2 separate regions of the Rattus norvegicus genome follow, and region 1 is linked to region 2. The links are chromatin contacts, called in public Hi-C maps. All regions are on one chromosome and are shown on one strand. The core of a region is the stretch at or near the end of the contact, and the rest is flanking DNA. Distances in the headings are between cores, read along the strand shown.

Region 1 (6,837 bases), core at 2,711-5,210, 41 kb after region 2:
GCGTGAAAGTAAACAAAGGCGCTGTGAGAGAGAAGACAAAGTTGGAAGAGAGCAGGAAACACAAGAGAGTAATGGAAGATGGAGGTGGTTAGTGAACACAGATGTAGGAGCTATTTGAGGGGAGAAAGTGAACCACCAAAGGGATGGGATTGGACAGGGGATGGCTGTGTGTGTGTGTGTGCACATGCATGCGTGCGTGTGTGCGTGTGTGTATGTGTGAAAACAAAGTACACTGAATGATGAATACTCATGAAGATGTCATGCTTCTTTGTATACTAACCAAAAATTAATTAATTTAAAATATCAGCATTTTTTTTCATTTTTGTAGCCCTTCATATAATACTCACATTTGAGGCAGCAATTACTAGTTGGTCTTATCTGGAATTTCTATCAACCTTTGGCTAGGAGAAAGAAAGGAACTCTGAATGACAGAGTATTGTCTAGCTGCAGTGGTCTATAGCTCCAATTTCTTTCTTTCCTTTTTTTTTTCTTTTTTCATTTGGGCTCCATGGACAAAGCCATACTTGCAGGCAAAAGACCAACGCATAGAAGAATAAAATTAAATGTATCTTTTCAAAAAAGGAAATGACAATCCCAGCGTGTGAATATAACTTCTATTTATTATGGGTTAGATCCACAACTCACATGACACTAACACACTACACACATACACACATATACACACACATATATATATGATATATAATAAATGGATAAAAATGAATCCTTTTTTAAAAATACAGGAATAGCCAGTTCAGAAGCAAAAGAAATTTGCTAAAGCAAAGGACAAGGCTTTTAAATTCAGGTTTAAAAACAAAGTTTCATGCAAGGTGCATAGCTTCAGGGGAGCTCCCCCCATGCCCAGTGTTTGTGTGTGTGTGTGTGTGTGTGTGTGTGTGTGTGTGTGTGTGAGAGAGAGAGAGAGAGAGAGAGAGAGAGAGAGAGAGAGAGAGAGAGTATGTGTGTGTAGTTCTAAGAAAAAAATAGGAGAGAACTTACAGTCAGGATAGGAACAGACATGTTTCCAAAGTTCCCAACTATATTAGGAAGTTGGAATGCTACATATCTTTGAAAAGGTCCTAGAACTATACAGTGTTTTCTAGACTGAAAAAGAAGACTTTAAGTGGAGCCTTCTTGCACTGTTTCCATGATTCAACTCAAATATTTCATTAGACTCTGACTGCTGATCTTAGAGATGTGCACCTTCTGAAGGACTCCACAGAGACAGAGAAACGCCATCTCAGAAAACCAGCCAGCCAGTCAGCCAGCCAAACAAACAAACAAACTAACTAACACACAGAAAGCAAGCATGTAGAAACATGGTCTTGATCTAAACTTTTGCTGGGGTGGTGGTAGCACACACCTTTAGTCCCAGCAGTAAGGAAATAGAAGCAGGAGGATCTCTGAGTTCAAGGCCAGCCTGGTCTACAGAGTGAGTTTCAGGACAGCCAGAGTTGTACAGAGAAACCCTGTCTTGAAAACCAAACCAAACCAGACCAAAAAGGTGCACACTGAAGGAACACTGAATGAACACATTTGGAAGAGCTGGAAATCCACTCACAACCACAACGCTGATTGAAAACAGCCCTTATGTTTCAGCATTAACTTGAAGTTAATCTCAAGTTAATGATCTCAATGGGAAGGAATATGCAATCATTCAAATGTTAAAGTCTGTTAAAGCCTACCCTATTGGTACTATTCTGTAATTCCAGTCCTTGCATGATGAACAATTGTAGCAGGTTCGTTGCCAGAATGGGCTGCTGATTAATATTTTATCTCAAAAAGTCAAAACCAACAAAACCCCAAAGGAACAAACAGAATCCAAAAGTTAAAGACATGAAGGAAAGGCTACTTACAATAAAAAATATGACATTTCATAATAAAAACCATGAAAGTGTGTGTGCGTGGTGTGTGTGTGTGTGTGTGTGTGTGTGTGTGTGTGTGTGTGTGTGTTAGCAAGCACGCGCACATTCCTGTGTAGGTCAGAGGTTAACGTTGGGTTAATTCTCCATTTTAGTTTTTGAGACTTGGAGTTCAATAATAAGGCTAGAGTGTCTGGCCAGTGAGCCCCAGGAATCCTCCTGTCAGCCCCCTCTAAACGTCCAATAAAAAACCTGTTTATACATGAATTTCTTATTTTATGATTATCAGAGAGTCTTCATAATTAAATGTGTTTCATAATTAAATTATGCACTACCTCTCCCATATCTTACCTAGAACCCTATGCTAACTCCTAACTACCTCCCCCAAGGGATTTAGAAAGATGTTTACAGTGGTCAATCACACTCTGATACATTATTAAAAGGGGATAATAATAGACATTTGGGATACACACATATATATATATATATATATATATATATATATATATATATATATATAATATGTGTATGTGAGTTCGTCTTTCCCTACTGTTTTCCAGTATATATATATATATATATATATATATATATATACACATACATACATACTTGGGAAGGATAAATATATACATACATACACATATATATGTGTATATATACATACATACATATGTATATGTATATGTATGTGTATGTATATATATACATATATATACATATGTATATGTACATATACATACATACATACATACATACATACATACATATATATATATATATACATATATATATATATAATCCTTCCCAAGGAACAAATACTCACTTCTTGAATTCAGGCTCCTACTTGTCAGAAAGGTCTGTTTTCAGTTTCCCAACCCGACGTAGACGGCAGGTGGCGCCCTCACCCCGGCAGTCCCGCCTGTCGGCTCTTTGCTTCTGCGTTGATCTACAGGGGCGAATAGCGCTTATTAAGGAAAACACAGAAGGATCTTCACGCAGCAGCCCTCTCTCCCTGCGGCGTTGTTGAAGCCAAGGCTGATCCCGACCCGGGTTCACAGGGAGGAGGAGGCTATAGCTGTACTTTTTACTCCAAGGTGAAGTTCAGATCCTGGGCGAGAGGCCAAGAGTACATAAATTTGAAGGAAGCCAGTTAGAAGGTCTGGGGAAACACCTTGAAAGGTGTCAAGCATCCCTCCTGTGCTCTCAAAAGGGCATTTGGAGGCAGATTCGGGAACATATAAAAGTGCCTCTTACCGCCTGCTCTTGGAAGTGATGAAACCACTCATTTTGCTCTTTTCTCACAAAGTAGGGTCTTGCTAAATGGTCGTTGTGTATGCAACTCTTGCTCTCCATTTGAGCCAATAACAACTTCTAGTGTGACACTGGATGCCTGGGTTATTGCTAACTTGATACAAAATGGGAAGATGGCCATTTAAAAAGAGCCCAGAGGGCAAGAACGCAGGCCCAGTTCCCAGCCACCAAGGGCTTTGTGCATCTCTTGTCCCAGAGCGGGACTTCTCAAAGGGCGTGGCCTGCAGGGACCAGGGACCCAAGAGTTTTACTGCGGATGGGTCAATCTCTGATCATGGGGAAAGGAAATCTACAGGTCTAACCGCATAAAACTGTCCATAGTTTGTTTCTACGACCAAGAAAACCCTCCAATTTAATATTCTTCCAGTTGATTCCCTTTGATATAAAAGTCTAGCTGTGGCGACTTTACTGTGCTGGTCCCTAGGACTTGAAGAGCTAGGGAGAGGGGACCCACTGTGGGAAGGCAAAGCTCATCTTTGGGGATGGAGCCTGGGACGAAACCGCCAGTGCTGGAGATCTCCCAAAGTGATCTGGGGGGAGAGGGCGCTATTTAGTGCGGGGATCCGGGGACTTGGGGACTTGTCTACTGCGTTCTGCTCCCGGCTGCCACGCGCACCTGGGTCCGCTGCCAGTCCTTGGGCTGAACTTGGGAGGCGTGGGGCGGGCTCCTCTGCAACCGGAGCTGGGCGGGGATGCTGGAGAGGAGGAGGAGGGAAAGTGGGGGTCTGACTCCCCACTTCCCGCCCCCACCGCCACCTTTGGCTTTATAATTGGCTCGCGCTGCGTTTTCTTTCCTCTTATCTGATGCTGGGTGAGAGGCGAGGGGAAGGAAGCTCTGTAGGGCAGGGGGCGGCGGGAGAGGGACAAGGAGAGGACAGAGTGAACCACAGGAAAGAGAAGCTAATTAAGAGAGGGTACTCTGAAGGGAGCGAGCCAGAGCAGTGGTCCGCTAAGAACCAACCGGCGGATAATCTTCCCTAGGCGCCAAGAGGTCCCCAACCTGGGCTGGAACGTTGCCCTGCACAGGTCAGTTCGTCTTTCCCTACTGTTTTCCAGCTCCGCTTTGCATAGTCTCTAAGTAGAGAAAGAACCTCAGAGAGAGCCACCTGCATACAGATGCGATTCCCCGGACCATCCACTGCACATGTGTCTGCGGGATGGCCGGGGACCTCAGGGGTGAACTCGGAGATAGATGCTTGTCTGGGGAGCACAGGGGACCACAGGGCAGAGAGATTGCAGGCGCCAAGTGACCAACTGGTGTGCGGACAGCGAAGGAGCCCTCCGATCTCTCTGGGACCTCTCCGTTCCATGATGTCTGTATGCTTTGGGCGCCCAGCAGGAATTAGCTGCATTTGGCAGCTCTGTAGTCGTGGTTCCAGCAAGTTCAATTGGTAAAGGGTTGGAGAGGTGTTTGGAAAGCACCATGTACGCACAGAGCGCAACGTGGTTTAGATTCTATTTGGCAGTGGATTGGGAGACTAAGTCCTTGGAGACAACTCACCCAAGCATTCATTGTACTATTGCTGCATATGGGGGCAGCTGTGGATCAGACTACACGGAAAGGGGGGCAGCCAGGGAGAACTCATAGACAGTAGAATGATAACAAGCTCCTAGTGTTGCAGCTATTGCAGGAAACTTCTTCACTTAATTTTTTCCCTTTAGTTTTTGCGAACTCCTCTTTAAGTCTTCTTGCATTCAGCTTCTGGTCATCCGAGGCATCTGCAGAAGTTGGGCTTTATCAGATAGTGTGCACAGGCAGGAGGAAGGGTTGGTTAGGCTCCTCTGTCAAGAGGAGTCCAGTCCATGATTTTTTCGAATAGCCTTAGTTACCGGTCAAGGTTTGAAGTTATTAAGTAAACTTGGTGCTAAGTTCTTGGATGCTCAGTGGGTAGCTAGTCTTGTGCTGGAGAACTCAGATTTGCTTAGCCTAGGTCCAGGAGAGCTTTCAACTTGCCCTGAAGAGCACCTCTGAAGATGCTTTCGTGCAGTCCTTACAGTGGTATGAATGCCCCCCCATACCCCCTCCCCCACCTCCCCACTGCCAGAAAATGGCTTCTAGACCTGCTTGGAGTTCCAAGAAAGAAAGATCTATTTATTTGGGCAGGGTTATACGCGTAGCTCAGGCTGCTCTAAAAGTTCTCCTCACAGTGGAGGAAGACCTTGAGCTCACATTCCAAATCCTGTCTCTACCTCCCAAGTGCAGGATTACAGGCGTGTGCGCCACTGCCTGGCTTTGACTCTGCTGGAAGCCTTGGAGAGTTCTCTGCTGGTAGCTACTGTTGAAGTGGAGTAGGAACAGTAGGAAGAGAAATCAGAGTAAGCCCTCTGTGACACCATAGTTAGGAGAAAGGAAAATGAGATTTCTCAATCCTCAGTTTCTGGAGGTCCTGGCCTCAGCTTCTACCAATGGCCAAAGGGATCTTCTTTACAGGGTGAAGTAGCAAGCAGGCTCAGGGTGGCTGCCCTGGGGAGCTTGGGTAACCTCACTGTTACACTAGAGATGGGGGTGGGTGGATGGGTGAATGGATGGACAGATGAAGTTTAGCTTTGAAGCTGAGAGAATAACACGGGGTGGGGGGTGTGGAACCTGGACCCAATGCCAGATTTTCCAATTAGCTTCTTTGGTGGGTTTTTGTTTGTTTGTTTTGTTATTTATTTTGCTGTGACAGGTTGTAACTGGTCTAGAATTCATCACGTAGCCCCAGGTGGCAAGGAATTCTAGGATCATCATTCCTCAGTTCCCTAAGTGCTAGTATCACAGGCATAGACCACCACGCCTGGTTCTGTGTTATAAACAGTTTACTCGATAATCATTTCACACAGGATACAATCCACACATTTAGAGTGTATAATTCAAGGGCTTTTAGTATATTTAAAATGTGCAGTCCACATCTCAAATTCAGAATTATTTTAGGTCCCTGGAGACATGGCTTAGTGGTTAAGAGCACCCACTGCTCTTCTAAAGAGGGTCTGAGTTTGGCTTGAAGCAGGGACATCTGGCAGCTCATAAACACCTGTGATTCCAGCTCCAGGGGAGCTGACAGCCTCTTCTAGTCTCCATGAACATCTGTGCGTGCGTACACACACACACACACACACACACACACACACACACACACACACACACCCCGCATCACACCATACCAAATAAACATAGTTTTTAAAAATTCTGAAAAGAAATTGAACATTTTTAGTATTTCCAAAAGGAAAACCTACACCTCTGGATAGTAGCTCCCCATTTTTTTCTGGGAGTCTTGGTGGATTTCATATAAATGGAATTATACTGCATAAACCCTTTGTGATTGATTTTTTTCATCTACTAAGGTACTTTTAGCTTTTACCCATGGTACGTAGGGAATCTTTATATAAGTACTGGGCACCTCCTCCTTCTGCCTGAGGATCCCCGAACGAGGATAATCCTGAACCTCCATTGCAGCCCTGAGCTCCAACAGGTCCGTTCGACAGGACAGGAGCCACCCTAGTGAGGCCTCTTAATAATTAATTCTCTGGGCAGGATTCCTTGGAACCTGTCAGTGTTCCTGGAGTAGTTTTGGATGGCTCCCAGAGTTCGGGATGGATGGGAGGAGCTTTTTGGCCCTGGTCCTGGCATGCTCACAGTGCAGCTGAAGATTTCAGAGAAGTCTCTAGCCTTCCATGCTTTTCA
Region 2 (7,699 bases), core at 631-3,130:
ATCCTTAGGCTGCTAGAGCCTTTTCCATGGAAAGCAGCAGCAGCCGCAGCAGCAGCTACATTTGCTGAGGGTGTATGCACATCAGTGTTGTTTTTACCTTGTATGTGTGGTCCAAAGAAACCTAATGCTTCTCTCAGTGATCCTTCAACTCAACCTTCTCCTGTCTTCATCTCTACCTGCTTTGTGACACCCCTGCCCCCCCCCCCCCGCCCCAACCAGGTACAACTGTTCTGTTAACAGCTAATGCCCATGTTAAAACATAGGAGAGAGGTTGACAATGACAAGGAAGGTGACTAAAGAAGGTTACCAAACTGACCGGATAAGAGAAAGGACAGGGCTGACTAAAGTGAGGCTATAATTCTAGTTGTTTTGACCCTGAACAGTGGATCTCCCTCTAGTTTCGGGTTGCAGAGCTAGGGGCCAGGCTTCCCTACAGAGTTTCTTTTTACTAAGGGCCTAAAGAATCTGGATGCACCAACACTCGCCTCATAAATATTCTTGACAACTACTTAAAATCGACCATGTAAAGTACACTAGGCTGTTCCCCACCTAGACACAGCGCACTCCAACCCATCTTAATTAAGAGTGTTCTGCTTATCTTTGATTTTTGTTTGGTTTTGAGGCAGGGCCTTGGCTGTCCTGAACTTACTATGTCGACCAGGCTGGCCTCGAACTCACAGAAATCCACCTGCCTCTACCTTCAGAGACCTGGGACTAAAGGCTTTGTGCCACCACACTCTGCCTTGCACTCCTCGTCTTTACTAATTAAACAGCTACCTTGTTAAATAAACTTCTGGTTAAATGGTCTGTCTCTTAACTGAATTCATCCCTTCAAGAGAAAAGCTAAAGGACGCCCACAACATCTGGCAAGAAGACACTTCATTTAGGCTGGCTGGGAGAGTGGCCACTGTCCTTTTAATTCCTGATAAATTCTTGGTTCTTGAGTTGATCTTACTTTTTGTGCATAAAATCGAAGTCACAAAGGAGAATGCCTTGGCTTTCATTTAGATAAAATGTGCTGATGGCCTCCTGAACCCCTTTACTTTATTATTCCTGCTGTTATGGAATATGGCAAAGTTGTATCAAGAAAAAAAGTTGCAGGTGTGATAGCACAGGCCTCTAATTATAGCACTGAGGAGGTAGAGGCTGATGGATCACTGTGAATTCAAGGGCAGCCTGGTCTTCATGGCAAGTTCTAGGGCTACATAGACACTGTCTCAAGAAAGAAAAGAAGGGAAACAAAAAAGAAAGAAAAAAGAGACTATGAAAGAAGTCTTTGATTTTTAGAAACCCTCAGTGTCTTGGCACACTAATGTGCTCAGCTAAATACAATGAATACAGCTGTTACGAGGATTCCCTGACGCCAGTTGTGACTTTATGACAGGGTCACAGAATGTATACATTGTCAGTCAGCTTCAGCCATGTGCTAAAGTGTTCTTCTCACTCTCTGGAAATTTCTCTGTGCACATCAGCTCTGCCATGAGTGACTCGGGATGATGTAAACTTCTTAAAATGAAAGCAAGTAAGTCCAGAAACAAAGCACACATTGCTTTGTCCAGCAAGCTTTCTGGGGTCAGACAATGGGAGGGTTCTGTAAGAGCAGAGGCCACAGCTTGCATGAACAGAGACTGTCCCTCATCTGCCTGCCGGAGTCTTCTCTTGCTCCTAACCCTGACAGCCCCAGGGAATCTTACTGCAAGATGAAAACAGACTCCCACAGCTTCTCTTTCAATAAGTGCCTTTCGGTGAGACATTTCTTCTTTTCTTTCTCGGAAAGGGTTCTATGTTTTACTGATCCAGCTCCCTTGTAGTGAGTAAATGAAAAACAGAACAAGATTCCAAGTAAGCATGGCTTTCTGTGGAGACAGTGTCAACATTCCCAGCTCATTATGGTGGACTACTCACTCCCTGACCTTGAGTCAATGCAGTCATGCCATAGTGGCATGAATCCTACATGAGTTCTCCTAAGGTGACATCCACTGCCCACATTACCAGTTTACACCCAAATCCACTGGGGAATTAGAACTATGGTGCTATTTCTTGGCCAGGCGTCACTGGAGTCTCAAAGTTTTACTAGAAGACATGTGGAAAAGCTGGATCAAGAGTCCCTATCACAATGGTGGAGAGAACTTGGTGAGGCATTTATCCACATGTCTCTACTCCAGATTAAGTTCAGTCAATTATGCACTTTTCCTTTGAAAACAAATTTATGCAGACTGGAAATTAGAAGGCAAGACTATTTCCTTCTCCTCTCTGCCTCTTGTTGTCGTTGGCCACCAACTGACTTTACCCCTTTCTTAGCCTTTCCTTCCCCATTCTCAGTCAAAATCTGTTATGGTTCCTTATCAGCTCCCGGCAGCCTCTTCAGCATCCATCATCTGGGTGACTGGGAGTAACAGGACAAGCATAAATATGAGGCCAGGAGTGCAGATGTGTAACGGAAGGAAGCTTCGCTGTAGATGGCCTGTGCAGAGGCTGGAGGAGAACTCATAAGGGAATTGAGGCAGGAATTAGGGCAAAGGGCAGCACCTAGGCAGCAGAAAGCGGTGCAGAGGTGAGACTGTGGAGAGAGGCGGGACCCCCATGCTGGGCATCAACCTGACCTGGACATGCAGTCAAACTGTGCAGTTTAGACCAGTGGAAAATGCTTTCCAGGGAAAGGAAGCATTGTTGTGTGTTCTTTTATGTGATGGTTTGAGTGTAGGAAAATGTGTGGCGGCAAGAGACACTGGGCCACCGCAGAGTTGGGATGTGTTTCTGCCAAGATATCTAGCAGATACCTTGGGCACCGCGGTGCGGACCTAGTGGGGTAAAAGACAACTATACTTTTTTATTTTTATATTTTTACAACAACAGAGGTAGGTGAACGAGATTCACTTCTGGCAAATGGTGTATGAGTAGAAATTGCATATACAAAGCTATCTATAAAAATATCAGGTGAGGGCTGAGGAGAAGGCTCAGATGGTTACGTTCTTGTCACACAAGCATGAGGACCTGAGTTCGATTCCTATGGAAAACACTGAGTGTGCAAATGACAGCTCATGCTGGCGAGGATGTGGAGCAAGGGAACACTCCTCCATTGCTGGTGGGAGCTCAAACTTGTACAACCACTTTGGAAATCAATTTGACCATTTCTCAGAAAATTAGAAATAGTTCTACTGCAAGACCCAGCTATACCACTCCTGGACATACATCCAAAAGATTCTCCATCATCTCACAAAGACACTCGCTCAACTATGTTCATAACAACTTTATTCATGATAGCCAGAAACTAGAAACAACCTAGGTGTCCTTCAACCAAAGAATGGATAGAGAAAATGTGATAATTTACAACATGGAATATTATTCAGTTACTAAAAAGAATGGCATCAGGAAATTTGCAGGCAAATGGATGGATCTAGAAAAGATCATCTTGAGTGATATTAGCCAGACACAGAAAGACAAAAATGGTATGTATTCACATATAAGTGGTATTAGCAAGATAAATAAATATGCTACAATCCACAAACCCAAAGAAGCTAAATAACAAGGACCCAAGGAAGGATGCTTGAATCTCATTGAGAAGGGGAAATAAAATAGACACGGGGCTGGAGGCAGTATAGATGGAGGAATGGAACTTCGTGGAAGAGGGGGTGGGGAAGAGAATAGGAGGGAGAGAACAAGTGTGGAGAAAACAGAGGAAGAGAGAACTGGAACCAGTGTGTGTAAGGGGATAAGAGGTAAATCTCTGTGATCATCTGATCTAGAAATGCAGGACAATGGAAACCCCCAGGAATCTATGAGGGTGACCCTAGCTGAGACTCCTAGCAATGGGAGATATGGAACCTAAAATGGCAACTTCCTACATTCAGGCAAGACTTCCAATGCAGGGATAGAGACACCAACCCAGTCACAAAACCTTTGACCCACAATTTTTCCTGCTTACAAGATGTATAGAGATAAAGGTGGAGCAGAAATTGAGGGAACGGCCAACCAATGGTTAATTCAACTTGAGACCCATCCCATTGTCAAGAACTAATCCCTGATACTATTAATGATATCCTGCTATGTTTGCAGACAGGAGCCTACCATGACTGTCATCTGAGAGGCTTCACTCAACAGTTGATGGAAACAGATGAAGAGACCCGCAGCCAAACATTAGGTGGAGTTCAGGGAATCCCATGGAAGAAGGGGAAGAAAGATGAAATGAGCCAGAGAGGTCAAGGACAACACAAGATAACCTACAGAATCAACTAACCTGGGCCATAGGGGCTCACAGAGACTGAACCACCAACCAGAGAGCATGCATAGGATTGGCCTAGGCCCCTCACACATATATAGCTGATGTACAACCTGGTCCTCACATGGGACCTCTATCAGCAGGAGCAGAGGCTGTCTCTGACTCTGTTGCCTGACTTTGACCCCCCCCATTTATTTTAAAGGTTTATTTATTATATATAAGAACACTGTAGCTGTCTTCAGACATACCAGAAGAGGACATCAGATCTCATTACAGATGGTTGTGAGCCACCATGTGATTGCTGGGATTTGAACTCTGGAAGAGCAGTCAGTGCTCTTAACCACTGAGCCATCTCTCCAGCCCTGGACCCATTTCTGAAACCTGAGCTGCCTTGTTTAGCCACAATAGAAGAAGATTCACCTCCTCCTACTGCAACTTGATGTGCCAAGGGGGTGGATATCCATGGGAGGTCTCCACTTCTCTGAGAAGAAAGGGAGGGATGAGATGAGGGGAGGGGAAGAAGGGTCTGGGAGAAGAGGAGGGAGGGGAAGCTTCCGTTGGGATGTAAATTACTCAATGAAAAAACTCAACATATCTTTTTAACATGTAAAAACTTTTGCTTTGTCATTTTCTGAAAATAAAAGTTTAATAACAACAAAAAGGAAAACAAAGATGTTTTAATGATTCTTTCAGAGAGCAACAATCTTCCTGTCTCTACTCCTAAGACCCTCCATTTTTGCTTTATGTGATGGATAAACACCTACCTACTCAAAAAATAAAAAATAAAAATGCTGAGTCTGGTGGCAGATGCTAGGGACATAGAGACATGCTAGGGATCCTATGGGTCCACTGGCCAGTCAGTGGGTCCAGGTTCCAGGGGGAAATTCTGTCTTGAAACACTCAGTATACAGTTCTTCAGGAGTGAAATCAGAGGTTGATCTTTGACCCACACACAGACATGCATACATGTGCATCTGGACACACATGAACTTGAACAAACATGTCTGCACACTCACGAACATACACACCCAAATTATCCTGTGAAATCTCATTCTCCCTCTCTCTGCTTATCTGAGGCTGGACGAGGGGAAGAATTCTGGGGTAGAGGAGCCACACAGTGGGTGGAGTTTGGATCCTTGCCTGAATCATCAGTGGAAGAGAGCGGCCTACTGACTCTGGGCTCTGCTAAGCAGAAGATAAACTCTTACGGATCAAGGCACCGAGAGCTGGGAATTTTTGTTTGGTAGCTTATATTGTCTTATCCTAACAAATACAGTGAATGATATTAAAGAGAAGAACACACACACACACACACACACACACACACACACACACACACACACGATTTAGTAAATTCTTTTTTGTTTGTCATTCCATGCTGGAAATAGAATCTACCACATTTTACCACAACAACCCCAGTGAAGCAGAAGAATCAGCCAAGAAACAAATCAGCAGAGCTGTGTGGGAGTTTTGGAGAGTCATAGAGCATCCTCCTGCTGAGAGGTGAACCCGGGTTTCCACAGTGACCGTGGCAGAGCTGAGACATGAATCAAGTGTGTCCTTCTGCAGGAACCGTATTTCCCATCAGATTTGAGAGACCCCATAAAGGAGTCTTCTGCCAGGGCCAGTGCTAAGGCACAAGGTCACGGGAGACAAAGCAGGCTGAATTAAATATTAACTGAGGACTTTAGGGATGAAGGATGCTGCCGAGCCCCAGAGGCGCTGAAGGAGCAGTGGTAAGCTACACGGAGCTGTGAAAACAGACCATGCAATCAGAAGCCAAAGGATGAGAACAAAGCAGATTGTAGAGCCATGAAATGAACATCATAGAAAGGCTCTCAAAAGTGACCTCTAGATTAGAAAACGACAGGAAAGTCGACAGGGGCTATTTGGGAAGTAGTAGGAGGCTAGTGGAAGGGAGAGGGAGAACAAGAGAAGGTATGGGGTGAATATGATCAAAGTCCATTGCATGAATATATGAAAATGTTATTATAGAATCCATTATTTTGTAGCTGGAGAGATGGCTTAGTCAGTACATGTGCTTGCCATGCAAGGGTGAAGACCCGAGTTTGGATCTCCAGCACCCAAGGCAGGGGAAAAAAGATCTGGGCACAGTGACACTCATTGTATCCCCAGTACTGTGTAAAACAGAGACAGACAGAGCCTTGGTACACACTGGCTATCAGCTTAAGTAAATCAGGGAGCTCTATGTTCGCTGGGAGACTGTCACGAAAAATAAGGTGGAGAGCCACTGAGGACAATTCCCAGTGTTAACCTCTGGCCTCCTGGTACACACACAGGTTGGCATCCGATATTGTGAACAATTGATATACATTAATTTTGAGGGAAAGGGGAAGAAAAGGGAGCCAAGCTGAGTAATGAGTCATGGGAGTATTTAGGAATCTGACTTTAATGTGACATTGACTAAGAAAGCAACATTGATGGATAGAAGCCAGGCAAGAAGTGAAAGCATCATAAAATTTCAGAATAACTCCCATGAGCACTAGCTCTACCCTTACATGTTGCTATTATGTGATACAGAAACATGAGCCATAAAAACTAACTCCCTGGGGTTGGGGATTTAGCTCAGTGATAGAGCGCTTGCCTAGGAAGCACAAGGCCCTGGGTTCAGTCCCCAGCTCCGAAAAAAAGAACCAAAAAAAAAAAAAAAAACAAAAAAAAAAAAAAACAAAACAAAACTAACTCCCTTATCACTCTAAGTGGTCAGACTTGCGAATCTAGGAACATCAGCAACCTTACCTTCAGTCTTGAACACTCGGCTCAGAGATGTTAAAAAAGAGCTCATTTGGCCTTCAGTGTTAGACACACAAACTAGCTGCTATATAACTGACTTAGGAAATGTACTTCATTGTATATTGTTTTGGTCTCCTACCCTGAATATAATACACATGCATGAAAGTTTAAAAATAAATAACAAAGGGCTACCTCAGTGGTTAAGAGCACTGACTACTCTTCCAGAGGTCCTGAGTTCAATTCCCAGCAACCACATGGTTGCTAACAATCATCTGTAATGGGATCTGATGCTCTCTTCTGGTGTGCTTGAAGACAGCTACAGTGTACTCATAAAATAAATAAACAAATATTAAAAAAAATTTTAAAAAAAGAAGGAAAGAAAACTGAGAAAACTGAGTTTATTGTCTTTATTAGTCATATTGAAATATAAATAATATATCACCCACCTGGGACATTTCTGAAAATGGAGAAGGGACCTGTTACTGATTAAGCTGGGGTTGCATATGCTGGCTGGGAGGTCCGTTCATCATGTGTTAGGAAGCAAGGTGTATATGTGTGTGTGTATGTTGTGTATGCGTGTGGACACAATATTAAAGCTTTCAGTGGGACTGAAGCTCACTCACTGAGGCATAACCCTGGAAGCCTATATTTGACTGTCAGCACTGTAAAACAATAAATATAAATGTCACCTATAATACTTAGTAAAAGGGGGGCCCGGCAGAATGG

What was found. Hi-C and Micro-C count contacts between places; a contact is called where the count stands out from the background.
Region 1: a Hi-C map of Schwann cells shows a contact between it and region 2, with 1.7 times the contacts expected there. The contact joins the promoter of Col14a1 here to the enhancer-like site in region 2.

Annotation. Positions count from the first base shown.
Region 1 is chr7:88,607,868-88,614,704 of GRCr8, forward strand. It overlaps Col14a1 (collagen type XIV alpha 1 chain), which reads left to right and starts at 3,961. Exons shown (of 48, transcript NM_001130548.2): 1 at 3,961-4,199.
Region 2 is chr7:88,569,176-88,576,874 of GRCr8, forward strand. It overlaps a transcript of Deptor not described here and the pseudogene Rpl31-ps5. Among named protein-coding and RNA genes, the nearest start is that of Col14a1, 39 kb to the right of the region's middle. Within about 2 kb of position 1,881, at least 8 of the 93 cell types and tissues checked have an H3K27ac peak or open chromatin away from gene starts, as enhancers often do. A contact at or near this core is called in Schwann cells, where this site is marked.